2 separate regions of the Thunnus thynnus genome follow, and region 2 is linked to region 1. The links are chromatin contacts, called in public Hi-C maps. All regions are on one chromosome and are shown on one strand. Each heading gives the region's core, a stretch centred on a gene start, on an enhancer-like site or on the middle of the called end of the contact. The rest is flanking DNA. Distances are from core to core; before and after follow the strand shown. Region 1 holds the start of rngtt (RNA guanylyltransferase and 5'-phosphatase). Region 2 holds the start of akirin2 (akirin 2).

What was found. Hi-C and Micro-C count contacts between places; a contact is called where the count stands out from the background.
Region 2: a Hi-C map of muscle shows a contact between it and region 1, with 7 times the contacts expected there. The contact joins the promoter of akirin2 here to the promoter of rngtt in region 1. A contact is called at or near these places in 2 of 3 Hi-C or Micro-C datasets (both in muscle).

The regions. Positions count from the first base shown.
Region 1 is chr18:21,656,603-21,659,652 of fThuThy2.1, forward strand. rngtt (RNA guanylyltransferase and 5'-phosphatase) reads left to right here and starts at 1,632. Exons shown (of 16, transcript XM_067571633.1): 1 at 1,632-2,046. The coding sequence starts at 1,983.
Region 2 is chr18:21,798,282-21,801,036 of fThuThy2.1, forward strand. It overlaps akirin2 (akirin 2), which reads left to right and starts at 1,420. Exons shown (of 5, transcript XM_067573375.1): 1 at 1,420-1,945. The coding sequence starts at 1,774.

The sequences.
Region 1 (3,050 bases), core at 382-2,881:
GTATGAAATAGTCTTGAATTTGTTAAATGGTTCAGTTCTTGAATTTCCAAAAGACACTGCAACACTTAATAAATATTCATCAAGTGAAATACATTTGAAAACTGCCATGTATTTTGTATTTTTCCAACTGTATTAAAACAGTAACAACAAACAGCCAGGTGTTCCAGCACAGAAACAACATATTACAGTGACATCAGAATCTGCAAGAACATTAAAGAACAATATTAAATAAAGTACATACATTTTGTGTTTTACAAGCTTTCTTATTCTTAGAGTGCAAAATGGTTTAAACTGCTTTTAATCAATTTCATTTGTGATTGGAGTATTTAGATCTATGAATGTGTGATTTTGCTTGCAATGAGATCATACTGATTATATTGTACTCATTAGCTTTAGCATAAGAGTAATTAGTACAACAAAACAGTACATGTTGATAAGGAAGGGAAAATTCTGAGCCAAAGTGTTGATATGATGCACTGACATGCTGCCAAAACTTCTGAGACTGGGGTCCCAAATAAACATAAAATAGACATTGATCTTCAGGTCCCCGTTCACAAAAATTACAATATATATCCATGTCCTTTTGAAAATTTTGTAAAAAAAAAGAACTTTCTTCTTAAACTCATCAGTCTATTCTTGTTGATTTACTGAGTAACAAAGGCTATTCCATGTGAGCTATTGCTAAGAAACTGAAGATCTCATAAAACAATATTTACTACTTCCTGCGGACAACAGCGCAAACTGGCTCTAACCAGAATAGAAAGAGAAGTGGGAGGCCCCGGTGAACAACTGAGCAAGGGGAGAAGTACATCGGAGTCTCTAGTTTGAGAAATAGGCACCTCATATGTCCTCAACTGGCAGCTTCATTAAATGGTATCCACAAAACACCACTCTCAATGTCAACAGTGAAGAGGCGACTCCAGAAAGAAGAAAAAGCCATATCTGAGACTGGCCAATAAAAGGAAAATATTAAGATGGGCAAAAGAACACATACATTGGACAGAGGAACATTGTAAAAAAGTGTTATGGACAGACAAATCTAAATTTAAGGTGTTTTGATCACAAAGAAGAACATTTGTGAGAAACATAACAAATGAAAAGATACAGGAGGAGTGCTTGATGCCATCTGTCAAGCATGGTGGGGGAAATGTGATGGTCTAGGGGTGCTTTAGTGATGGTAAAGTGGGAGACATGTACAGGGTAAAAGGGATCTTGAATAAGGAAGGCTATCACTCCATTTTGCAATGCCATGCCATACCCTGTGGACAGCACAGTTTGACGGTATGGTATGTAAGAAGTGCCAATCAAGCCAATCCAACTTGTGGGAGGTGCTCCAGGAAGCATGGGGTGAAATTTCTTCAGATTACCTACACACACACACACACACACACACACACACACACACACACATATATATATAGTTATATATAAGTTATATGGCATTTTTAAAAGACAGTGTGTTTTAAAACCCATAAATAAATGTTCTGCGATCATGTGTCCAAACGGATTTTGTAGTTTGGTGTCCTTTCTCGTATGTACCTGCAGGTGACAGTATTACGCAGGATGCCGTCTAAACTACAGACATTAACAACCAGAAGAAGAAGGCTAGCTAGTTTAGCCCCAGCTAGCTAGCTCGTTTTGCGACTGCTACGTTAATGACGTTATGCTAGCTACTTGCTAACAATCTGGACGTACGGAAAGCTGACCAAAATATAACTTCATATCTGAGATGCTGTTCTGCTGTGAGTCATAACAACATATGTTTCGTGTAGATGTCTGCCGGCCCGTCAGGAGGTTGATCGGGCTCAAACTTAGTGGATGATTGTCCTGAATTAGTATCCAGAGGGCCTTGAGTCCGCGGTGCTCGAGTGAGCGACAGCCAGGGATTACCGCGACCTCACCGGGTGACCATCCAGCCACACGGGTAGCGAGGTTTTAACTATTACCAGTGATTCACTGCACCGAAACCTCTCCCCCTGAACATGTCACACACCGGACCCCCTCCTCGATGGCGGAATTGCCCTAGAAGAGGACAACCTGTGGCCGGTGAGAGAAAGAAAACACAACGATAGATTAACAAGCTTCATTCACGCTGCTAATGCTACTAGCTACGTAGTGGGAGTCTTGTGTTTATCGCACAGCATGCTGGCAGTAGTGGAAACGTTATGACCCGCTTTTTAATTTGCTAAACGTTCTGATATAACAAGCAGTACGTAGCTATTTTGGGTCATTTTCAGTCACACATAAATGCCAGGTTAGCATCACAACACTGTCAAGTTAACGAGCAGTGTAGTCCTAATTAATATTATTTTATTTAAAGAAGTGATGGTTGGTGTGAAATTGACTTCCGATTTGACTAGATGTTACTAACGAACTATAGGAGCTCAAACGTTTTAAAGAGTGTGTACGTTTTTTAGTTGTAGCGAGGCCAACTTAATTTGCCAGTTTTCTGAATGAAGTTTGTAATGGTTCGCGCTTGTTTAGCTAACGTGGCACCTGTGGCTAACGCTCTGTCAACATTCAACTCTCTGTAGACATGCGTGTTTTCCCCTCGCTAATAATTCTAATTTAATTATTTGTGGGCTGTGTTTCGTTCATTTATTTCCCATTTTTAGAAAATATATTTGAAAACAGTCACGGGGTTGGGCTGGCTCCGTTGTCGATCACGTGTCAAAACAAACCGAAGCGATAGCGTGGTTGTGCTTCACTTTAAGATGCTATGCAGTGTGGTGGTCGTTATCCATGAAAGGACAGGTTCATAATTTTTCAAGTCTGTCTTAAAACAACAGTCAGGAGCCCAAATGAACATTGAAATTGTTTTTTCTTGCTGTAATCATTCCTCCTGCCCATACTGATCATTAGAATATCCTTCATAATGCACATACAATGTAAGTGATGGGGCCAAAATCCACAGTCCTCCTTCTGTGCAAAAAACGCATTTAAAAGTTTATCTGAAGCTAATATGACGCTTCAGCATCCAATTTAGTCAAATCAAGTAGATATCTTTCAATGTTAGTCTTTTTTGTGCCAAAGTCCCTCTTTCTGTTATT
Region 2 (2,755 bases), core at 170-2,669, 140 kb after region 1:
TAAACTTAACAATTCACATTGATTATAATTACCAAAACATTAAGACAGCTTTCCAGTGTGACACTGGAGGATTATGACACAAAAAGTACAGTCCAATGAAGCACTATGTTATCATATATAATCAATATGAATAATGTTTTGCTTATTTGACTTTAGAAACAAATGTTGCAATACCAGAGACTTACACAGCCTCTTTCATTTCTCTACATTTCAAAATATGTGTGTGTGTGTGTAGAGGTGGTTGAGGAAGTGGTAGTGATAGAAAGGAAATGTCTCAAACTTTTGTGTGTGTGTGTGCAAGGGATGGGTTCTCAGGGAGTTTTCCATGCCATGAATAAGCTTTGAAATGTCCAAGTACTTGTTTGTAAATCAATTGTTTTGGTCAGTAATCCTTAGTACTGCCACCATCCCACGTACATAACTGTTTATCATCATAGCAGTGAAACTCATTTCCCTCTTTATGAGTTGGCTATCAATTTACAGACTTATAATTTCACTTTTTCTTCGACATAACTTTATTCTGAGGCACTATTGTCTTGTTTGAACCAGAAAATGCCCCCAATTGACCACTGAAAACTGTACTTACAAATAACATAGCTGCAAAGAAATCACATTAAATACCCAAACACTGGATTGGTTACATTTCAGACGAGCTGGCTTCCTTTTCCAATTGATTTTAGGGAATGTTAACAAAATCAAGTTAAAATGGCTAGGATTTTTTTTTTTTTTTTTTAACTTATAATGTAATAATAGTTATGGGAGGTGAACACCCATTTTGTGCATAAATATGTTAGTGTAGTATAAATATAATATTGAATCTCTTGTAGCTCAGATTTGAGACTATGCTGACTACTTTCAAATCCAAACTAAAGACCTACCTTCTTTTAATTAAATTGTGTAATACACTGTATTTTATGTGGTCTGATCTACAATTTTACATACGTTCACAACTGATTACAAACCAGCTTGCATCTTTTATCATTGTCCTTGTGATTTGGCCTGCTCCTACAAATTGATCTATTTTTTGTCAGTTTTATTTGTGTGAATGTTTTTATTGTTTTTATTCTGTGTGCTTTTGCTTGTTTGCTTTTATTTTTTTATTGTGTGCTTTTGCTTGTTTTCTTTTATTGTTATTCTTATGATTTGTTTCTTGTGCTTTTGCCTGTGTACTCTGTAAAACTCGGGTTACTTCTAGGTATGAAACATGCCTTGCTTTGTATAAATACGTAAAAAAGTTTCAAAAGAAAGAGAAACTTTTCAGAGGCTTTGAGGCTTGGTTTTAACAAACAAAACAATTTTGAAAAAAAGCACAGAATGTGGGTTTTCGGGAAATGTAGTACTCGAGATAATAAACTAATGATTGTTATGGGGAATAAAAAACTACAAGTACCAGCATGAGACCGCTTTCACGCGCATGCCCATTAGCGACAAAATAGAACAGAATAGAAGGTAAGCTAGTGAGCCGTTAAAGGTACTCGGAACAAGTTCGGCGAAATCTGTAATCATCAGACTTTACGCCACATTTAACCTAAATTATTTTATCCAGTTTATCTCAAGATCTCTTTGGTAACTTTAACTTTTTGCGATTTACCAGCAGAAGATAACGAGAGACGAAAAAAGTGCGTATTTGTCTTCAGTCCGGAGTCGCCGACCCAACCTAGATAACGTTAGCTAGCAGTAGTAGCGCAGACCGGGGCCCAGGCCGGCGACTTCCCCCAGATAACACGGACTTTTATGTTTTATAGTTTAGCTTTATAGACACGTTTCAGCGCGATGGCTTGTGGAGCTACTCTGAAAAGGACTCTGGATTTTGACCCGTTAATGAGCTCGGCTTCCCCGAAAAGAAGGAGGTGCGCCCCGGTCATGTCTCCGGTCTCTTCACCGCAGAAATATCTGCGTATGGAGCCCTCACCTTTCGGGGAGGTGTCCTCCAGGCTCACCACAGGTAGGAATTTAAGGTCACAGATTAGGCCTGTATATAAATATATATGTCTTTAATCTGTAACGTTAGTTGATTGTATTAAAACCCAACACAAGTGCAAACCGGGCTACGATTGGTAGCAGCGTAGTGCTGGTGTTAATAGTTGTATCCAGAGTGGAAGAAGTAGGCTACTTAGATCCTTTACTTGAGTAAAAGTACAAAAACAGCATTGTAAAAATACTTCATTACAAGTAAAGGTCCTGTATGAAAAATCCTACTCAAGTACAAGTACATATGTATAAATACCAGAATGGTTTGGTCCCTCTGACTGATATATTATTATTATATATGACATCATTAGATTATAAATACTGAAGCATCAGTATTAGAGCAGCATGTTACTGTTGTAGCTGCTGGAGGTGGAGCTAGTTTCAACTACTTTATATACAGTTAGCTAGTTTACTCCAGTGGTTCCCAACCTAGGGGTCGGCCCCTCCAATGGGTCACCAGATAAATCTGAGGGGTTGTGAGATGATTTATGTTAGAGGAAAGAAGAAAAAACAAAGTTCTTATACACAAATCTGCTTTCAGTCCCCGACTACACACTGCTTTTAAGACATCAAAAGCCAAAAAGGTTGGAAACCACTGGTTTCATCTTTAACAATGTGTTGTATTTTAAAAGCTTGTTATATTATCCATTGTGTCAAATCTTCATCTGAAAATCTGTGAGGTTGAATGAATGTTATTAATGTTAATCCTTTCTTACAGAAAACACATGTAAAGGAACAAATGTGACTTATTGTCCATTTGTAAATTCAGTATACTTTAATTCAA